Regions from separate parts of the Mus musculus genome. Here region 2 is linked to region 1. A link is a contact called in public promoter capture Hi-C data. All regions are on one chromosome and are shown on one strand. Each heading gives the region's core, a stretch centred on a gene start, on an enhancer-like site or on the middle of the called end of the contact. The rest is flanking DNA. Distances are from core to core; before and after follow the strand shown. Region 1 holds the start of Efna1 (ephrin A1). Region 2 holds the start of She (src homology 2 domain-containing transforming protein E).

Region 1 (7,131 bases), core at 1,180-3,679:
GCTCCAGACACCTGGCTCCAGCCTGGGTAGGGTCTCAGCAGCAGGAAAGTGCTTCCCCCCTCCCACTGAAAGCCAGGCAGCTTCTCTGAATTCCCCCAAGCTCTGCCAGGGAGAGGCTCAGCAGAGCTGCCTGCCAACTTGCTTTCAACCCGAGTCCTTGGCATGGGTGGTGCCCATGGTGATGGTGGGGTTCCACGGTGGCCACCCACTACCCAGTCATCATGACCCCTTAGAGGCCTGGCCTTGCAACTGCTTGCAGCCTCTAAAATGAGACTTTCTGGGCCCCTCCCCCACGGGGGGGGGGTAGAGAGAGAGAAGCAGAGGGAGGCTTTTAAAATTCCTCTCTGGAGAGATAAACATAGAAGCCATTTCAGAACAGGTATTTCAGCTCTGGGCCTGGCGTCTTTCCCCTATTCCCGTGATGGGCACTGACTCACTCGTGCCTCATCCACCTCGCTACCCGCCCAGGCGCTCTTGAGAGCCTGTGAAATTTTACCTCGTCAAAAGTGAGCAGCCCCCAGGACCCCAGGGCAGCCCAGGACTGGTTTGCCCCAGTGTTGGCCTCCGGGCAAAAGCGGCAGAGAAATCTGATAGCTGAGTATCTGTCTCTCCAGGACCAGGGCCTAGCTCACAGTGGCACCTTTCTCTGCCACTGCCTTTGCCTGGAGCCTGGTGAGCCCAGGATTAATGCCCACTACCCTGAGTCACCTATGCAACCCTACACCCGCCCTGTTCATTGCCACCTCATCTCTTCCCCCAAGCTGGGCCTGGCTAGACCGCCCATGACCTCCACTCTAGACTGGCTTTCCTGTGGCTGTAAATAAGACAGGGTTATGTGTGTGTCCAGAGGGCCAGGGCTGAAGCTATACTTAGCGTACTATCTCCTACACTTAACCTGCCTGTGACACTTAAGTCTCCATTTGGAAAAGGGGGCTCTATTAGTGGTGGAGTAGACAGGGAGGGGGGCAAGGAAGAGGCTCCTTCCTGAAAGAGAGGAAACCTGGGAGCTTGGGAACGGAAAAGGCCAGGGTTCCCCCCTCCCTACTCATGACTTCCCGTCCCCTCCTCCTCCTTCAGCCGACACCTGGCATGGGCATAAACAGGGACTTTGCTCTTTCCCACTACTAGGGCAGGACTAGGTCAGGAAGGCAAGGGGCAGGCGCAAGGGCAGGCGCAAGGGCTGGTGGGGCGCAGCAGCACTCCAGGGCCAGGAAGACAGTGCCTTTAGGGTGGCAGCTGGCTCTATCTTGCCCTCCGACATGCCCTAGACAACAGACCCTCAATAGGCAGTGCCAGAGGAAACTGGCCCAGCATCTCTCTCAGGGGAAGGGGAGGCAGGCTCACTGGATCTGGGAGGGAGGGGTTTAGTGGCATTCTGTGGCCTCGACTTCTCACCTCTTCTTGTTCCACCATATCCCCCTCTTAGGTTTGGCCCTAACACTCTTCTCATAACTTGAAGAAACTCAAGGGCAAGAACAAAGGGCCCGACAGTGTCTTCCTCTCAATACCATTTGCTTCATAGCCCTAAAACCTGCTCCGGAGAAATTACCTCCTTCCTGTTACAGCCTTTGTAGCCCTGTGAAGCCCCACTCTGCTCCTCCCCAAGCTTCCCAGCGACACTCCTCTTACCAGTCCCTTAGTGTGACCACCTCAGCCACTCCCTCGGTCGACCCATACACAGCATGTGCCTAATTTATGCCCCCCCCAACCTTGGAGGCACTCTTCAGGGTCATCTTAAACACAGAATGAATATCTAATGCCCAAAACCTAGATTCCTACGGAGGTTCTTTCCAAGGCTCCCTGAGCGCTGTGCTTACTCTTGACGTCCATAGGTGCCTGTTAGTATACAAACGCCCAAGTGGCACACAAAAATGAGAGTGCACAGAAGTTTCATGGGGGGACTTAGAGAGCCCCGGAGGCCAGGGCCAACGTTCCAATTCTCAAGGCAGGAGTGCCCAGCAGGAGAGCCTTACTTTAGAGTGATGAGATGCCAGAGGGCAGAAAGAGAGGGCTGAAACAGCCAGCGCCTGTGCGAGCAGGCATGAGCAGGTTTCTGCCCTGGTCGGCTGTTGCCAGGTAGTAAGGGGAGATACAGACGGAGGTGGGGAGCTATAGAGTCCAACCCATCCCTGGCCACCTCTCCTAGGCGCAGGCCAGGGGTTGGCAGGGACAGTTACCCTGCGAAAGGCCATTGCCAACCCGGCACCCAGGCTGCCAGGGAGTCTCAGGGCTTACTTGGGATTTGAACTGTTCCAGAAGACGATGTGGCGGTCAGCAGCGGCCAGACTGCAGCACAGACCCAAGAGAGGGGCCCAAAGGAACTCCATAGCGCGGGGCCGGGCCGAGCCAGGCCAGGACGAGAGCTCTGCAGTGTAAGGTTCCCACAGGCTTCTCCACGGTACAGTAGGCACCACGATCACAAATCTGGCCTCTTCGCTGCTCGACTCCGCCTTTTGGGCTGGCGCCGCCAACACCAGCCCCGCCCTCGCCCCGCCCGACGCGCGCTGCCCCAGGGCTTGATGGCTACGTTGGAGGTGGAGGAAGGGAAAAAGACTCTGGGAGGAAGGACTCCCATATCTCAGCGACGGAGAGCGCTCCGGGGTCTGCACAGATCCTCCCATAGCTGTGTGTGCTCACTTACGGGTGTGGGGGTGGGGGTGTCTATGTGAGGCTCTGTTGGCTTTGTGGGACTGAAAGCCATAGCAAGCTGGAAAAATGGAAGAACTTATACGTGTGGGTCTGGGAACCAGTGGCTTCAGGACTTGGCTTTGCAGCGCGGGGCGCCAATCTTGTCAGGGTGTGAGGTGGGGGGATATAACCACACCTTTCCTGAGATTCACACCCAGGCCCGCGCACTCGCCTTCTCACACTCTCTCGTGACCCCCTCCTCCCCCCGCCCCCCCAGCAACACTCCCCCATGCCTTGACTCTGGCTTGGCTGCCCCTCCCCACACAGACGCGGCTGTTTGTTTTTGTTGGGTTTGTCAATGTTGTCTTTGTTCAAGAGATTGTGTCATCGCTTAGATGCCGGGAATAAAGTGCGACGTTGTGTGTGATCGAGCGTGTAACGTGTGCGGCCAGGGCTAAGGGCTACTCAGTCCATCAGTACTTTATGCGAGAACTCATAGTTGGGCTCAGGGGCTGTAGGGGGGGATGTTCCTAATATTTTCAATAGCGCCAACGTACGCTAATGACCTGTTTATACATTTCACGTGTGTCTTGAGCGAATGCGCGCTTGCAGATGGAATGTGGGAATATGGTCATGAAGAGTGACAAACTAACCGACCTGACACATGTACATATGGCGTGTGTAAATGCGTGTGATGGCGGGTAGGTGTAAAGACACTTGTGTGTGGAAGCGTGTGAAACGCCTGACATACATATGCTAATGTTTGTGAACAGTGTGTGAAGAAGAGGAGAAACGTGTTTGGGCGTGCAGCGGGGGTGGATTGGAGTGGGGGGTAGTTTGGGCGGCTGTGTTTGACTGAGTCTGACTTGGGTCTTCCAGTCGGTGGGCTCTCAGTACCAGGCTCAGAACCCCTCCCCCTCTCCATGTAAACAACCCTGCAGGAATTCACCTCTCGAATCAGCAGCTGTCTGGAGAGGGGTTGGCGGCGTCTGCGCCTGAGATGGAGCTGGCGGGCAGGTGTTTGATTAGGCTCGAGTGCATTCTTGGAGCCGTAAAGTCAAAAGCTGAGTGCTTGGTAGTTTGCGTGTGTGGCGGTGAGCCCGTGTGCGTTGCAGGGTGTGATGGGCGGGGGTTTCTGTCCCTGGTCTCTCTTCTTTGCGGCTGCGCATCAGGGCAAGGCGCGGACCCGGGGCTCTTTGCAGGGTCCGGCCCAGCTTCCGAGGCTTCCAGGCCGTTTCATCCCGGTTTTTTACGGCCAGGCTTGGCGGCAGACCCTGTAATTACATCGGGCCAGGACGCCGTGGCCAGCTCGGTGCTGAGCCTGCAGGGGAGGAGCCAGGAATTGAGGAGGGCTCTGGCTTTCCTCCTTCCCTCCTAGGAGGTGGGCCCTGCTTGTCGCTCTCACCATAAATATTTACTGAGCTCCAACTAGGTGCCGCGCCCCGTAACCCCGCACTAGGGTCAGGGTCCGTCTTTACTCAAGCATACGCCACCGGTGCGCAACCTGCCCTAGGCGACGTGCCTGAGTCCCATGCGTGCGGCTCGTCCCTCCTTCCGGGTTCGAAGTTTATCCGCTGCCCTAGGGAAGCACCTCACGCGCTTTTTGCTCACCTGGAGGAACACCAAGGTGAAAGTCTCCCACACACACCACGAGGGTTCCTTTACTTCATAGGGTTTGGTTCTGTTCTCTGCTTAGTGCCCGGCGCAAGCAATAACAGTAGCCGGTCATTGTTGAGTAATATCACTCACTCTAAAGGTGCAAACTTGTGGCTGCTGTGAAACTCAAAGAGGAGTTAGATAGTGTAACATCTTTAGAGAAAATAGCCCAAAATTGCCCCCGGGGAAGATGGCTTTGGTCCGGATCACCTCTGCTGGCAGCCAATCTCCCTCCGCTCAGCCTAGGGAGGACGTGCCCACCTCCTGCCTGCCTGAGTGTGAGGCTGGAGCAAACTGGATGGAGAGGGTGGCTGAAACCTGGGCACTGACTGGACGCAGAGCCTCTGGCTTAGGATGATCTCCAGCATTTTCACTTCAGGCCTTGATCCTATCCATGTTTTTGCGCTTTTAGAGGTAGCTCATCTGTTTAGGCTACCCCTTGGCTGGATATTGCACCTTAGGCCGCAAGGATGAGGCTAAGATAAAGTCTTCTCCCTCCGGGAGTCCTGAAGTCGATAGTGAACTTACGTTTGGGCACATGTTTTCCTGGACTTGAGTAGTAAAGGAAATAAGTTTGGCAAAACAATCTTGCTAAGTGCTGAGACTCAGTCCCGCAACACATTCGCAGTGCTCCTGGAACCGCTGCGCCGCCTGGTGGGCAGAGAGGAGAGTTTCCGGCTCTGTGAGATGCGGACACAGACAATAGGAAGGACTTCAGAACACAGAATAAAATCTAGGCCTCCTGGGCATCTCAGTTCTAGCTCGCCCCGGCGTGTCTGGCTTTGTTTGGGGCTACCTGTTACCCTAAAGTTGTGTACCTGCGTTGTCTCTCAGCACTCCATCCCCAGGCAAACATCTGTGCTAAGTGGCAAATATGTATGAGCTGTCTGTCTGGGGAAAACCCATCTGTGAATTTCTTCTGGGAATTTTTTGGGGGTAGGGTTAACTCTGGGTGTGCTGGGTAGGGGTGGGGCGATCCTGTTCCCACAGAGAGTACTGCCTAGCCGAAGGCAACTTTTCCAGACTAGAGCAGCCACCAACACTCAGCAGCCTGACTGGATGCTTCAGACCCCAGGGCATCTCTGGGTCCTTGGATGAGGCAGTAGAACAGTGGGCCCTGAATTTGGAGCGTTTCTGCCTCACTCTGAAGGTAATTTAGAAAAGTAAAGTCTACAGTCTCTCACCATCTGTACACAGAGTAAATGTGTGCACATACAGGGGGGTAAAGAAACGAGCTTCTAATGAGGGTGTTGTCTTGCTGGGGTTTTGTTTGTTTGTTTGTTTGTTTGTTTTTTTGGTTTGTTTTTGTTTTTTTTGTTTTTCAAGACAGGGTTTCTCTGTGTAGCCCTGGCTGTCCTGGAACTCACTTTGTAGACCAGGCTGGCCTGGAACTCAGAAATCCGCCTGCCTCTGCCTCCCGAGTGCTGGGATTAAAGGCGTGCGCCACCACGCCTGGCTCGTTTGTTTGTTTTTTAAGATAGGGTATCATTAATATGTAGCCCTGGCTGTTCTGGAACTCATTAGATAAACCAGGCTGGCCTCAAACTCACAGAGATCTGTCTTCCTCTGCCTCCTGAATGCTGGGATTACAGGCATGAGTTAAGGGGCTGGAGACAAAGCATAGCAGTTAAAATCACTGGCTGCCCATCCAGAGGACCAGGATTCTAATCCCATCATTGGAGACAAACCCTCTAATACTGGTCTACGTTCCCTGGTGTCCATGGGCTGGCTTTAAACTCACCGTCCACTTACCACAGCCTCCTAATCTGGTGGCATGGTAGGAGAGGAGACAGGCGCTGGTGTAGGGATCATGTTGTGAAGGACCCGGACACCATGCCTGAGAAGGCTGCATTAGTGCATGGGCGCCCAGCTGGGGACCGCACTCAGAGCTGTCTTTTTTTTTTAACTTTTTTTAAAATTTATTTAAAATTTATTTATTTATTTTATATGTATGAGTACACTATAGCTGTCTTCAGAAATACCAGAAGAAGGCATCAGATCCCATTGCAGATGGTTGTGAGCGACCATGTGGTTGCTGGGAATTGAACTCAGGACTTTTGGAAGAGCAGTCAGTGCTCTTAACCTCTGATCCATCTCTCCAGCCCACAGAGTTGTCTTTTTTTTTTTTTTTTTTTTCTGTTTTCTTTTTTTTTCCCCCTTCGAGACAGGATTTCTCTGTGTAGCCCTGGCTGTCCTGGAACTCACTCTGTAGACCAGGTTGGCCTCAAACTCAGAAATTAGCCTGCTTCCAGCACTTGGGAGGCAGAGGCAGGCGGATGGTCGTTTACCTTCTTGAAATCAGAGTGGCTAACCGTATCCACAAGGCCCTCTGACAGGATCAGGGATATTAGTCTCCCCTGTAGGAAGTTGGGAGGTGGAGGCAGGCTCATTAACTCCTCATGTGAGACCCGGGGATTCCTGTATGCCCTCCACCCTCAGTGTATGTAATCCTGCCATCGCTTATGGTCTCTGGTCTTTATGTGTGTGTGCTTGCGTGCATGCATTGCATGTTAGCGATTATAGGAGAGAGAAAGCTAACTAAAAAAGGGACTTTGGTGAGGTGATTTCTCATGCTGGGGTGTTGTTTTCTGGTTTTTGTTTGCTTGTTTTGGTGATGCAGTTGTTTTGGGGTTACCCTCTGTCTCCTAACCCTTTATCACGCTCCTGTAAGTCCTTGGTTCACCGCACAGGACTGCCAGTGCCGCTCAGTCTGGTATGACTAGGTGCTCACCCCTTCTGAGGAGGAGTCACACAACACCTTCAAGCTTCAGGGACCATGGGAAGGAAAGGTGGCAAGGGTCCCCAGAACACACTCTCTCCCAGGGCTTGGTGCAGGCTTCAGGCTGG
Region 2 (7,131 bases), core at 3,232-5,731, 550 kb after region 1:
TTAGCTGCAAATACTCTGAATAAAGCTAAAAGTAGCTAATAAAATACTTAGGAATGAGTGAAGAAGTTTATGGGAAAAACTGGACACAGACTGTTCACCCAAACTTCCCATTGAACCATGGAAATATATATAGTCTTTTGGACTAGGACAGGCACCAAGACCTCATAAGCACAGACCAGCCAAAACCTTCAAAGATGCCTCACTGGCCTGCCTGGTATCAGGATGTGCGGTTCTTTCACAACTTATATAATCCCTAACAAAACCCAAAAAAAGGAGGCACAAAAGTTCAGAGACCAGAACCTGGTCATTTCTCCATGATCCTCTAGGGCCTTGGTCCTCAAACTGTAGGTTGAGACCCCTTTGGGTCACCTAAGACCATTGGAAAACACAGGCATTTGCATAACAATTCATTACCTATAGCTAATTGCTACTTCAGTTATGAAGTATGATACGCTGAAGTTATGAAGTATGATACGCGTAAGAGGGCCCTTCCAGGGGTCGCAACCCACATCTTGAGAACTATTTCCCTAGGATTTCTTCTCAGAAACCTATAATAGCCTTGCTGTCTGTTTCTTTTTTTTCCTGGCAGTCTATAATCTCACCTACTGACTTCAAATCCTGAGCTCCCTCCACTTCTAATACTGGGTCAGAAGACATTTCTTATGTTTCATTTGTTTCTCTTTTTTGCTGTTTATTAATTCTTTAACTAATTGATTGATTTATTGATTGATTGGTTGGTTGATTGATTGTGTGTGTGTGTGTGTGTGTGTGTGTGTGTGTGTGTGTGTGTGTGTGGTCAAGAACTTGCAGGAATCAGTTCTCTCTTCTCCTGTGTAGGTGGGTCTCAGGGATGGCACTGAGGTTGTCGGATGTGGTAGCAAGTACCTTTCTTTACCCACTGAGCCATCTCTCTGGTCCTTGCTTGTTTTCTAAATGTAAGAATATGTGAAGAACTTTCCAAGTCAGTAATAAGGCAAACCAAGAGGCAGCAAGCAACCTGATTAATCTTTTCCCAAAAATATATGAGTAGCAGAGGGTCTTCCTTCCTTCCTTGCTTTCTCTGTTTCTTTCTTTGCTTCTTTCTTTTTCCTTTCTTTTCTTTTCTTTTTCTCCCTTTCTTCTCTCTCTCTCTCTCTCTTTCTTTCTTTCTCTCTCTCTTTTTCTTTCTTTCTCCCTTTCTTCTCTCTTTCTTTCTCTCTCTCTTCCTTCCTTCTTCCTTCCTCTCTCTCTCTCTCTCTCTCTCTCTCTCTCTCTCTCTCTCTCTCTCTCTTTCTTTCTAATTTCTGAATGAGAATGACCCCCCACAGGTTCGTGTATTTGAATGCTTGGCCACCAGCTTGTAGAACTGTTTGGGAAGGATTAGGAGGTGTGGCCTTGTTGAGCGAGGTATGTCACTGGGGAGTGGGCTTTGAGGGCTGCAAAAGCCCATGCCCAGCCTAGTCTCCCTGCTACTATTCCAGCATCATGCCTGCCTGCCTGCCTGCCACACTCCCCACCATGATAATAATGGAATAACCCTCTGAAACTGTAAGCAAACTCCCAACTAAATGCTTTATTTTATAAATTGTCTTGGTCATTGTTTCCCTTCGCAACAATAGGACCATAACTAAGACAGATTCTTAGGTGGCTGGCCTTGAACTCCATGCCCTCCTGCCTCTGTTTTCCAAGTTCTTGGTTTCAGACAAGTGCTCTACAGCTAGCTAATGCTCCACAGTTCTAGCTATTAGAGACGTGCAGAATAGAGCCAGCCTCCAGTGAGTGTCCAGGGTGTGGAGAGCCCTGGCATGCTACTCATGTAGTAAGATGTAGAGTCTGAAAAGGTTGACCGTTCTCAAAAAGTTAAAATAGTGAATTACCATGTGACTCGGCCATTCAAGTCTTGAGAAATTACATATATCCATGTAAGGGCTCATTTGTGAAGATTCAAAGTTTGTTTTGTTTTGTTTTTTCCAAAACAGGCTTTCTCTGTGTAGCTCCGGCTGTTTTGGAATTTGCTCTGTAGTCCAGGCTGGCCTCTCAGAGATCCACTGGCTTCTTCCTTCCCAGTGCTGGGATTAAAAGTGTGTGCCACCACCATTTGGCTTTTATAGCATCTTTCTATCAGCTAAAAAGTGGGAATGAGCCACGTGTTATCGGCTGGCACGTGGGCACCGTACAATGGAATATCACTGGACAATATAAAATGAGTGAAGCACACACATGTTCAATGGACATGGATTTCAAAGAGGGCACTCTGAGGACTGGCAGACAGAAAAGGTCCTCTGTGTGGTCCCAATGATATGAAACTTTTAGAACGGTCAAACATGTAAAAACCAAACAGATGGTGAGGCCAGACTCTGTTGTCAACTTGATTGGGTCTGGAACCAACTAAAAGGCAAGCAGTTCAGCACTCCCACGAGGAACTCTCTTGATGGTGCTAAATGTGGGTGCACCTACTGGAAGCTGCTGGCCTTTTGCCTGCATGCCTTCACTCTGTTCACAAGTCCATCCAGCCTTTGCTAGTGTTAAAACCAGCTTCTCCCAGCTTCCAGCACAGATTCAAACCATAAGCCCTCTAGGAATCCACCAGGCCTCCTGGGCCAGGCTGGGGTGATGAGATATTCAGCCTGGTAGGCTGAGCAGCTACCAGGTTCCTGGCCTCTCTGATGTGAGACAGCCACTAGAGAAACACAGGTATAATACACCGCCCATGGAGAGGGCATGAGAAGGGGCTGCTGATAAATACAAGTTTCTTTCTGGAAAGGTGATTTTTTTTTTTTAGGGTATGTGTATGAGTATTCAAGTGTGGTGGTAGACATGTTTGCAAGTGTATGCAGGCCAGAAGTCAGCCTTGAATGTCCTTCCTCATCAATGTGCACTTTGTTTTTCTGCTTCACCAGCACTGGGATTGAAAGAAAGGGTATGACTCCCACCGCTCTTCTTTGCGGGTGCAGAGGTTCATAGTCAGGCTCTCATGCTTACCTGCCAAGTATGTTATCAACTGAGCTATCTCCTCACCTCTTGGGTGGATGCCTTAAAATCAGACTACTAGTGAGACTTCAATGTATTAAAAATTCCATATTAAACAGCTGAATTTCATGGCATCTAAATTATACCTCAATTTAAGCTAAGATGCATTTCCAGCATCTGAACGGTCAAGGTGAGCTTACATTTCTTCCACCAAGTACCATCCACAAGCTGATGGTGGCTGGTGCTATCCGACCCCCGCAGCTTGTAGCTTGGGTTTTCAAACCTGCTGCATGAGACTCTGGACCACATTTAGGGCTGTTGTTGTATAATGGTATTGTTTTATCTTTTACTTTGAGGTTAGAAGACAATTTTATTAGAGTTTGAGAGAAAAATGGCAGAGCAGGAAAACTGTAAACTCTTGGTAGCTAAAAGAAGGATGGATAGGAGGAATGGAGATCAGTAATTGAAGTCTACCAAAAGCTGCATGGGGCTGAAGATGTAATTCGGTTGGTAGAGTGCTTGTCTAACATGCTCCAAGCCCGGGCTGTCATCCACAGCACCACATGAAATTCACAGTGGTGACACCCTTTGCCATCACGCAATAGTCTGAGGTCGTCTTCTAATACACCGAGGCAAGTTAGGATTCCATAGGCTGCTATTGGAGGAGTAGAAGGGAGGAGAGAAGTGGGTAGGAGAGGAGACAGAGAGGGGAAGGAGAAGGTGGGGGTGGACAGCAGCACCATAAGAGAACCAGGTCAAGCCGGCTTAGGGCTTTTGGCCTTTATCCAGAGAGAGAAAAGATACATTTTCTGTCTCAAAAGTCCGCAGGTCTACCAGTGAAGACCTGTAAACAACTGCCGGGTTTTGTGTCTGAAAGGAGAAGATTTCATTTCATGTTCATATGTAATCGTTTTTCATATTTAATCTTTTTAACAACAATAACAAAAACCTTTGAAATTGCTTTGAAGAAAGAGCGACAAGGAGAGAATCAAGTAGTGTGAGAATCAAGTAGCTGAGGCGTCTTCGCAGGAGGGCGCGGGTCGGGGACCTCCAAGCTCTTCTCCCAACAGTGCCTGGGGTTGGTGGGACCCCTCTCTGGTCCTGCAGCCAGAGCGATACCTGCGCGGCCCTCAGAGCCGCCCGGTCGAACTTCGAGCCTTCGCCCGCCGCGTCCAGCTTGGGGTTCCACGCGCCCCCGACGAACGTGCGGAACCGGAGAGCGAGGGAAGCCGCGCGGGCGCTCCCGATCCTTGTTCTCGAGCGCGACTCCTGGCCACGATCCCCGCACACGTCCCGTCTGCAGAGATGGGGGCAGTGTTGGACTCGGTGCGCACGCGGGGGCCCCGGCGCCGGCGAGGGAGGGGCGCGTCCGTCCTCCGTCCTGTGCGTCCACCGCGGGGCGGGCGCCGGGGCACTGCGGCCGCCATCGTCCCAGTTAGGGTGGGCAGGGCTGCCGGGGGCTTCCGTGGGCTCGGCCTCGCCCACCTCGGGAGGAAAGGCAGGGGAAGCCCCGGCGCCCGGCAGCCCCAAGCGGTGGAGCGCAGAGAACACGGCGGTCCGATCACTGCGCCCGTCTAGCTTCGGGCCGAGCGGGTGCCACCCTGCCAGGCGCGCGCGTCTAGCGGCCCGGAGCCTCGCGGCGGCCTCCAGCGTCCAGCCCCGGGGAATGCGGCGGCCCCCGGCCCCTGGCGCCCCACGGTGTCTCAGCTGGGCCTCCTCACTCTTCTGCTCCGCGGCCTCGACGCTCCCGGGCCCCCTGATGGCGGCGAAATGGTTCAAGGAGTTCCCGCTTACTCTGAAGACCGCGTCGGAGCGCGCCCGGCCCGGGGGCGCCGGCGGCAAGCCGCGCAAGAACTCGGAGACTGGCGGCGCGGCGCCCACCCCGGGCAAGGGCCGGAAGAACTCAGCGGCCGAGCTGGGGGCCAGCAAGGCGAGCAGCGGACCCCCAAAGGACAGTCGGCTGTCCCGGGACAGCCTGCAGGGTCTGATCCAGGCCGCTGCTGGCAAAGGCCGTAAGAACTCCCGGGTCACCGCCACCGCCACCGAGGAGGAGCCCCACCGTGGCGCGGTGACCAAGAGCGCGGGCTGCAGCACCTACATCAGTAGGCTCATCAAGGTGGACACGCAGGAGAAGAATGGGAAGAGCGCCTACCCGGGCGGTGGCAGCACCAGCAGCTCCAGCAGCTCCTCTTCCTCTGCGTCCTCTTCCCCGTCCTCCCTGGGCCCTGAGCTGGACAAGGCCAAGATAATGAGACAGCAAGACACGGTAAGAACACAGCATCTCTATCCTCCTCTCAGTTGTGGAATTGGAAGGGCTTGGGGGGGGGGGGCGGGGAAGGACGCATGGGAACCTGATGAACCCCAATATTCATTAGGCATAAGTGAAGTTGAAGATGTTTTCTAAGGCCTTCCTCTGTATTCATTCTGACTCCCAAGTGACTCTTCAAAACTCACTGGAGACCTTGACAGCAAGGTTTGTTGTGGTTGGTTTTTGTTAGTTGTTTCAAAGAGCAGTCGAAGGGAAGGGAAAGGAACTGGCCTTCCAATGGGTGTGGTGTACTGTGGTTCTTGTTTTCATGTTTGACATCGAGGGGTCTATCAAGCTAGACTTCTGTAAGGCTTACGCCGCCTGAGTATGCAAAACATCGGTAGCCCGTGAACTGTGAAGCGCAGGTTGCCCATCTTCCAGCCACTCAGTTTCAGCTGCTGTGCAAGCGGCAAAGGCTTCCATTCATTCTGTGGCTGTACTGTACATTCATTCTGTTTATTGTACTGTAGCCATATAAGTACTCGCCATGGACACTAAGGGATGTGGTGGGGGGGGGGGCACAGTCCATAGCAAGGAAATGTCTTTAAGGAAATTACAGATCAGGAGAGAAGAAGGTGTTTCCTGCACATTCGTCACCAGAGGGCTTCTGGGTCCTGTCCAGTGTGGGAAAGGTGAACCTATTCTCTCCATCCTTTTTGTTTGTTTTGTTTTGTTTTGTTTTTCAAGACAGGGTTTCTCTGTGTAGCCCTGGCTGTCCTGGAACTCACTCTGTAGAACAGGCTAGCCTCGAACTCAGAAATCCACCTGCCTCCACCTCCCAAGTGCTGGGATTAAAGGCGTGAGCCACCACTGCCCGGCTTGTAGAGCAGAGCTGGGTTTCTCTCCTGTGAGAAATGGGAGAGAGAAGAGCTCGCTCCCAGATCTTAGGCTTCAGCCTGAGCAAACCCTTCCCGGGGAAGGGATTTAAGCAAGCTGCCTCCTTAGACAGTCAGGAACTTGTGGCCCCTGTGAGGTGGCATATACTGGGCACCTCTGTTCATTTCTTCGTCCAGGCAATTACAGAGATGCTTAGTGTGTCTATCCTGTGGTGGGCACTGAGCAGAGCCATGGGGAGATGGATGTGGAAGCGGCTCACATGTAACTGGGTGGTATACCTCACTGTGCCTTAAAGCCAAGGACTGTGTGTGCGTGTCACAGCCTGACTTCCTGCTGTATCTGAGCTGTAGCACGTGCAGTGACTGTCGAGGAGACCTGGATGGAGTTTGTGGTAATCGCGGTCCTCTGTCGTGGTGTCATTTCTCCAAGGTTCATCCAGTCTGTCCCTGTGTCTTCACTTCTCCCTGAACTGTCGGAATTCTTTCCTTGTGCTCCAGTAGTGCTTCGTGAGCTTTCTAAAGAACATTCGGCCTCTTGCTTCCTCCCTGAGAAGGGTTCCCACCCAGCTCCCAAAGAACAGAAGCGCTATGCGCACAGTGCTCCTCCCAGGTCACCCTGTTTCTGGAATGGTAGATGCTCTTGGACACAAATATCCGGAGAATTCTGTCTTTTCTGTAGCCCCCGAATCACTCTCCCTGTGAATGACAGAACCCGGAACTTCTGCAGGACCGTTCAGTGCTAAGGTGTGAAGCCTGTCTCTCTGAAGCTTGTAAAAGCTCCCTGAGGCCAGGAAGTAGGTCTCGGGTTCGCTTTGACTGGGAGGTACTGGATTGTTTAGCTACCAGGAGCTGGGAAGACTGGGAGCTGCCAGCCTGTGCTGGAAGAATCCTCTTCACACACTGAAGCCCAGATGCTCTCCACTTCCCACTGCCCACCTGCCAGCCTCTAACTCACAAGCAAGACTTTGGGCAAATTGTCACAAGTCAAGTACCATGAAAAAAAAAGGTTGTCTGACAGAGACATGTGATCAAGTGCGA

What was found. Promoter capture Hi-C pulls out the DNA fragments that hold promoters and counts their contacts.
Region 2: a contact with region 1 is called in a promoter capture Hi-C map of embryonic stem cells, with 2.5 times the contacts expected there. The contact joins the promoter of She here to the promoter of Efna1 in region 1. A contact is called at or near these places in 3 of 39 promoter capture datasets (cranial neural crest, embryonic stem cells and hippocampal neurons).

The regions. Positions count from the first base shown.
Region 1 is chr3:89,277,216-89,284,346 of GRCm38.p6, forward strand. It overlaps Efna1 (ephrin A1), which reads right to left and starts at 2,430. Exons shown (of 5, transcript NM_010107.4): 1 at 2,236-2,430. The coding sequence starts at 2,327.
Region 2 is chr3:89,826,889-89,834,019 of GRCm38.p6, forward strand. It overlaps She (src homology 2 domain-containing transforming protein E), which reads left to right and starts at 4,482. Exons shown (of 6, transcript NM_172530.3): 1 at 4,482-5,215. The coding sequence starts at 4,616.